Regions from separate parts of the Gossypium hirsutum genome. Here region 2 is linked to region 1. Evidence: chromatin contacts called from public Hi-C data. All regions are on one chromosome and are shown on one strand. Each heading gives the region's core, a stretch centred on a gene start, on an enhancer-like site or on the middle of the called end of the contact. The rest is flanking DNA. Distances are from core to core; before and after follow the strand shown.

Region 1 (3,279 bases), core at 211-2,710:
GTAGAATCTTGATGTGGTGATTCTTTACACAACTCCTTGCCCTTATGGCAGTTAATGGAAACACCTAATACCTAAAGCAACATATGCAATAAAATCCCAAACAAATTTGGGTTTGAACGAAACATTTGGTGCGAGAATATTGTACTAGAATGTGATTATTGAAAATGTGGTTACCATAAATGTATTATTACAACGTTAGGTATGCATAGTAAAATATTAATTAAAATTTTGAGGAAGTTACATTGATACGTTCAGTTTTATTTACTTAGCGCTCTATAAGAAATTTAATATACATTTTGAATTTGCCCTAATAAAATAAAATATTAAGTTTATTGATTTTAACATTTTTAGTAATACTTATAATACTTATTTATAAAAGTTAGTTTATTAACGAGAAGGATTAATATTTGTAATATAAGCAGTGGAGTTTTTTAACTCCACAACCAGAGTTAATAGGATAAAAATTATCCTTAATTAGCATTTTAAAAAATATAAAAAAGACATATATTATCCTCTTAACTCTACTAGAGTTAAAAAATCCATTTGTGTATCAAATATTTGCTATAATGTAGTTATCATATATATATATATAATATAATAAGTTACACATCTTCATATTACTACAAGTGGTAATCTCTCTATTTTTATTTAATTTAAATAAATAAATGAATTAATCATTTTAAGTATTCAATTATAAGCTAATTTAGGTTTATTATTCAATTATAAATATTATTTGATTATATTATATATAATATTTAAAAAAAATTACATAAATATTTAATTAGATTATCATAAAATTTAGATAAATATTTAATATCTATATTAGTATCTATTTTAAATTCGATTTTAACATAAATTTTTTATTGTTTTAATTATTAATTTAATTTTAATATATTTTGATTGATACATATCACTAAACTCATGTATTATCGGATAAAAAACTAGTTTTTAAATAAAAATAAGTTATTATGTTTATCTTAAAATAAATATATGATTAAAATTAAAATATTTTATATGTATTTAAATTAGCATATAATTTAAAATTTAATAGAATATTATTTGAAATAAATTTAAAAATAAATAACTTTCATGACTTTGTGGTGAAAAAAATTCAACAAAAATAAAGAAAATTTAAAAAGAAAAAGGAAATTAAACAAATAAAAAATAAAATTTAGTAAATGTGGGAACCATTCTCAATTAAATTTAAAATCAACAAGCGTTTGGTATAATAATAAGATATATTGTATTCTTTAAAGAAAAATATAGTTCAAACTTTAAAAACAATTTTATTTAAAGGGATAACTACGAGCCTCAAATATAAAATATAAAATGTCTATGAGAAATATAAAAAATCAATTAAATTTAAAGGTAATAAATTTTCATGATACTGATTTCTTACGTCAAAAAAAAAATCTCCAATAGTAATGCATAAATTAATTTCCGTTTTAATTCAAGCAGGCCCAGTCTTTTTTGCTGCCCTCTAACCTAAACGCAAAACCCTCGGAAAAACAAAGGCTAAAACTAAAACCCCCTCTCTCTCATCCCCAAGGAGACACAGCTTAGAGCTAAAAAACAGTTTCAATGGCGGCCAAGAATCAACAAACGCAAAAACCCAATAAGAGAAAGCAATTTTCAAGCACCAAAACGGACAAAGATGGCTCGAAATCGAAGAAGCCGAAGCTGCTTTCTTCCACCCCTTCATCAACAAACCCTTCAAACAAGCTCCTCAAGAAACCTTTCAACTCATCCAAACCAAAACGAGAACACCCAACTCATTCCAAGTTTAAGAAATCGGAATTTGGGAATGATAATAAAGAACTCACAAAGCGAGAGCGTCGAATCCAAGCCAAGGTTATTTGATGTATATATATATGTATATTTTTTAATTAGATATTTTAGAAGTAAAGCCAATTTGTTTTTGTGTTATTTAATGTTTTTTGTTTTATTGGTTTTTGGTAGGAATTGGCTGAAGCTAGAAAGAAGAAGAGGAAGCCGCATTATACTCTTGAACAAGTCAGTTCTATGCCTTTAATTCTTTAATTTTAGGGTGTAACTAAGTCGAGCTCTGGATTATTATTTAGGGTGTAATCAAGCCGAGCTGAGTTTAAGCTGTAAGAAGCTTGAGTTGAAATAAGAGATGAGAGTCTCGAGCTCGTTTCAGTTTCATTTGTAAAGCATGAACACGAATTGAGAAAAAAACATTGAGTTTCTCAATCTTGCTTGTTTACTTGGTTAAAGTCAAGCTCAGCTCTCATGCTCGATGTCAAACTTGATTATTTGTATTTAAACTCAAGTTCAAATTTGAATTGAAGATTTTCTATGCTAATTAACTATGTTGCTCGGTCTCTTCAGTTTTCATGAAGTACCTGTATCCTACACACAGATATGGGGATATGGCCTTCAAGGATCCTTTAAATCCGTGGAAAAACTTAAATAAGCTACCCATATCTGCGTAGGTATTCAACACTCACATCCAAATCCAAGTAACATAGCTAATTAAAAGGAGGGAAATCTTATTAGTTGCACTATCAAGTATTAGAATACTCAAACTTGACAGGTCAAACTTCTTTCAGCTTGGGCTCACTCAACTCACCAACGACTGAACTGAATTAGATTTTTTTTTGTCTGAACCCTAATTGCTTAGGAACACAAGTCCCTGTTTACAACCATGGTGGAATTAAGAATTAAAGGGAAAAAATTTGAGGAGATTTGAGTTGATGTGTTTATCAGTTGATTAGAACTTATATTTTGGCTGACCATGTGAATATTTGGCAATTATCGAATTATGGTCTAATGCAAGTTTTGATGATTTTACATTGTGATAGGAGCTTGCATCTTTATGGGAAAAGATGAGACGTCGGAATATTGCTAAAGAAGACAGATCAAAGTATGTTTGTAAGAACAAATATAATGCATTGTTAGTCAATATTATTATTTTTTGTACTAAAATGTTACTTGAATTGTTCTAAGGCTTATAACTGAAGCTCTGCAAAAGATGAAGGGAAAGATTCCAGAAATTGCTGGCTCTCATGTTTCATCTCGTGTTCTGCAGGTGGGTTTTCTTAGCCTTTTTCTTTAATTTTCAAATGAATTCCACTGCAATAGTCTATGATTATCTAACCCCTTTTTTTCTGGTTTGGCCTTAGACCTGTGTTAAGTACTGCTCACAAATAGAAAGAGATGCTGTATTCTCCGAGCTTCAGCCACACCTTCTGACCCTTTCTTGCAATGCCTATGCAGTGCATCTTGTGAAGAAAATGTTTGATGCAGGTATAGTTA
Region 2 (3,279 bases), core at 330-2,829, 190 kb before region 1:
AAGTCATTAGGAGACAAAATGAGCAGAGACAACAATGCTAATCAATATCCAAACTTAATGGCTAATGCATTCGTCCAAAATCATCATGAGCTTATTATAATACAATCAGAATTTTCTGTCATTCTGCAAGAACGCAAAATGCATATCTAAAGAACTGAGATATAAATTGCATAAATTCCTGGGATCTCATCAAGGAAGGTGAAAATTCAGACATAACTTATATTTGCGTACAGTAGTAATAGAATTTCAATTATTATTTGTAATGACTTTACTTTGTCCTGAGTTTCCACTTCCATTCTGATAATTGCATCCCACATATGTGTGCATTAAAATCAGTAACATCATTAACATAAATATATGCATTAGGTTTCAAAGGTAAATTAGGGGATTAAAAATGAATCCAACAAGAAGTGCGTACCCAGGATGGCAATCACTGACTTTCCACTTCAGCTGACCAGCAGACACATCGAGTGCTAAGACATCACCACTTCCTGTTCCCAATATGAGCAAAGAACTTCCAAGTTTCCTTTTCTTCTGCAAATTTAACAGTTTTTGGTCCAAAAGTTAGTTCATCATTGAAGAAAAGGCCCATCATCTTAATTCCGCAAAACCATTTTATTAACATACAAAATGACAAACCTTTTTGTCAAAAGACAACCACTTCATACATTTGTAATCAATTGAAAGATGCCCTCTTTCTGCCTTAGGATATATGTTTGTTGCCTCACTTGATATAATGTCTGCAAATTCAGTTTGAATTTGACCCTTCAAAGTGTCCCAAATCTAACAGAAGATATAAAAATATTTCTTTTAGAAAAACATGCATCCTTATACACATTGAACCATAAACTGCTGCAACCACTACTAGTTCTCAAAATCATCATCAATCAATTGCAAACTTGAAATGACTTTAGCTACCTTAATACGACCATCTCCAGAACTAATAGCAAAATAGTCCAAAGAAGGACTAAATGCTGTCAAGACATCTCTAATATTCAAGGATCCCATATCCTGAAAAAATCAAAAGGTGAACTACATTAGCATAAGCAATTAAGCAAAAATACAAGTTTCTAAATTCAAAGCTCAAAATAAAGAAAACCCAGAATCAAAAAGCTTTAGCTGAAGACGCAAACAAAGAGAAACATAAGGAAAGCCCAAACAAGAACTTAACCGAAAAAGCCAATTCATGAATTAAAATTAAGATTTTTTAACCCCCCCCAATGGTGCTTTTTCAAACTAAACTTTCAACAAGAGTTTCTCATAGTTAACGTAACTAAATAAGCTTAAAAAAGGGTAAACAAAAGAACCAAAGATAAACTGAGAGGAAAGATAGAAACAATGATTGTTTAAAAAATGATTGTTTAAAAGGAGGCTTTAAGTTATTTCGCAAAGAGTTTCATTTGTTGTTCTATTAAGCTTAAAACACCATAATTTTCAAAAAAAAAAACAGCAGAGATGAGACTTACAGGATAGCAGCTATGGAGAAACAATGGAGAAAGGCAAAGACAGAGGGAGCAACCGCCGGTAGCTGAAAAAGGTGGCGGCTTAGGGCGATTTTTGAGTTTTGATTTAAGATTGGGCTTTTGCTTCTCTTTTAAATAATTTGAAACCTCTTTGGATCACTAAGCCCAAATTGAGCTTTACCCAAGCAACAAGTTGGAGTAACAGTTTACTTTCTAAAAAAAATTAATGAAATATTAAAAATATTTATGTATTTATCTATACTATTATTTAATTATCAATTCATTTAAGAAAATTATTAAAATATATTTTTATATTTACGATAAGATATTTTAATTTTTTAATTTAAAATTATAAAAGATCTAGATATGATGGAATTTAAATTCGCACTAATTATATTAACAAAATATTTAATTTGTCACTCAATTAAAGTTTTATTTTATTTTTAATACATTTTAATTTTACACATAATTTAATATATTTTATTATTTTAATATCATATATATTTCAAATTTATTAATTAATTTTAATATATATTTTAATAGTTTAGATTTATATTTTTCATTTAAATTTAAATAAAAGTATTAATTTTATTATTAAAATTTTAATTCATGTCCCATGAAGTGATTCAAATTGAAATTCACTTTGTTAAAATTCGGTTCAAATCATTCAAGCCTATCAGCCGACGAATAATTGGCTTTAATAATAATCCAAAATTCACCAATTTTTTTTCGGATATAAATTATATTAGTAGTTATTTAATTATTAATAAATTATTTTTTTAGTTACATTATTATAAAAAGTTACAAAATAATGTTTAACTATTTAATTGTTTTTTTTATTACCAACCATTAAATTGATGATGTGCTAACTTTTAAATATGTCATAATAGTAGCTTTAACTTTTAACATTTATACATTGTGTCAATTTAGCCTTAATTCTAAAAAATTTAACCCTCAACATTTATATATTGTGTAATTTTTATTTTTTTTGTAGTTTTGTTTTTTTATAACCTTTTCACCTAAAAATCTAAAAAAACAATTTTATTAATTAAATTTGATAAAAAAATATAAAAAAATAGAAACACCCAAACATCTAATATACTATTTTTCATATTTTTGCATTTTTTATAATTAACCCTAAATTTTACGCACAAAAAAGCAAAACTATAAAAAAAAGACCAAATTACACAATTTGTAAATGTTAAGGGTTAATTTTTTCATAATCAAGACTAAATTGACACAATGTATAAATGTTGAGTATTAGAGTTGCTATTATATCAATTTTAAAAGCTAACAGTCATCTTATTATTAGTAATTTAACTGACAACCTAAGTGGAATTTAGTGATTAATTTTGAACCAAAGTTCATAAGTCATTTTGAGATTTATCCATATTTTTAAATATAGTTATAAAAAATAAAAACCTATGATAAAAATATTAAAATTTTGTACCAACTAGTACAGATTGGTACGTGCTAATATGCATTAGTACGATTAGTACCGAGCTGAATTTATAGTAGAACAGAAACTAAAATGTTTTGTTTCCATTTATGATTGAAGTGAGATGTTATGACCGGTACAAATGATATTGGTAAGAAATTGATTTCTTTTAATTCTCAACGCATAAAAAAAGTCATATTTGATATTTGGTGTTAATGCAATTTTAAATAGTTATAATTTTAGGTTTATAATACTTTGCTTAACACTTAAATACAACTAGAATTAACCTCGCTTTAGGGGGACGGTTGCAATATGAAAGGAAAATGATGAGGTTTCGAAAAGCATTGGAAGAATGCGATCTGAAAGACTCGGGATTCT

The links. A called contact is a pair of places that touch in the nucleus more often than the background predicts.
Region 2: a Hi-C map of leaf shows a contact between it and region 1, with 1.8 times the contacts expected there. The contact joins the promoter of LOC107888936 here to the promoter of LOC107888931 in region 1.

Annotation. Positions count from the first base shown.
Region 1 is chrA09:56,609,598-56,612,876 of Gossypium_hirsutum_v2.1, reverse strand. It overlaps LOC107888931 (pumilio homolog 24), which reads left to right and starts at 1,460. Exons shown (of 17, transcript XM_016813203.2): 1 at 1,460-1,851; 2 at 1,960-2,013; 3 at 2,826-2,887; 4 at 2,971-3,052; 5 at 3,147-3,270. The coding sequence starts at 1,582.
Region 2 is chrA09:56,799,437-56,802,715 of Gossypium_hirsutum_v2.1, reverse strand. It overlaps LOC107888936 (WD repeat-containing protein 43), which reads right to left and starts at 1,579. Exons shown (of 14, transcript XM_016813209.2): 1 at 1,467-1,579; 2 at 919-1,011; 3 at 640-783; 4 at 419-534. The coding sequence starts at 1,008.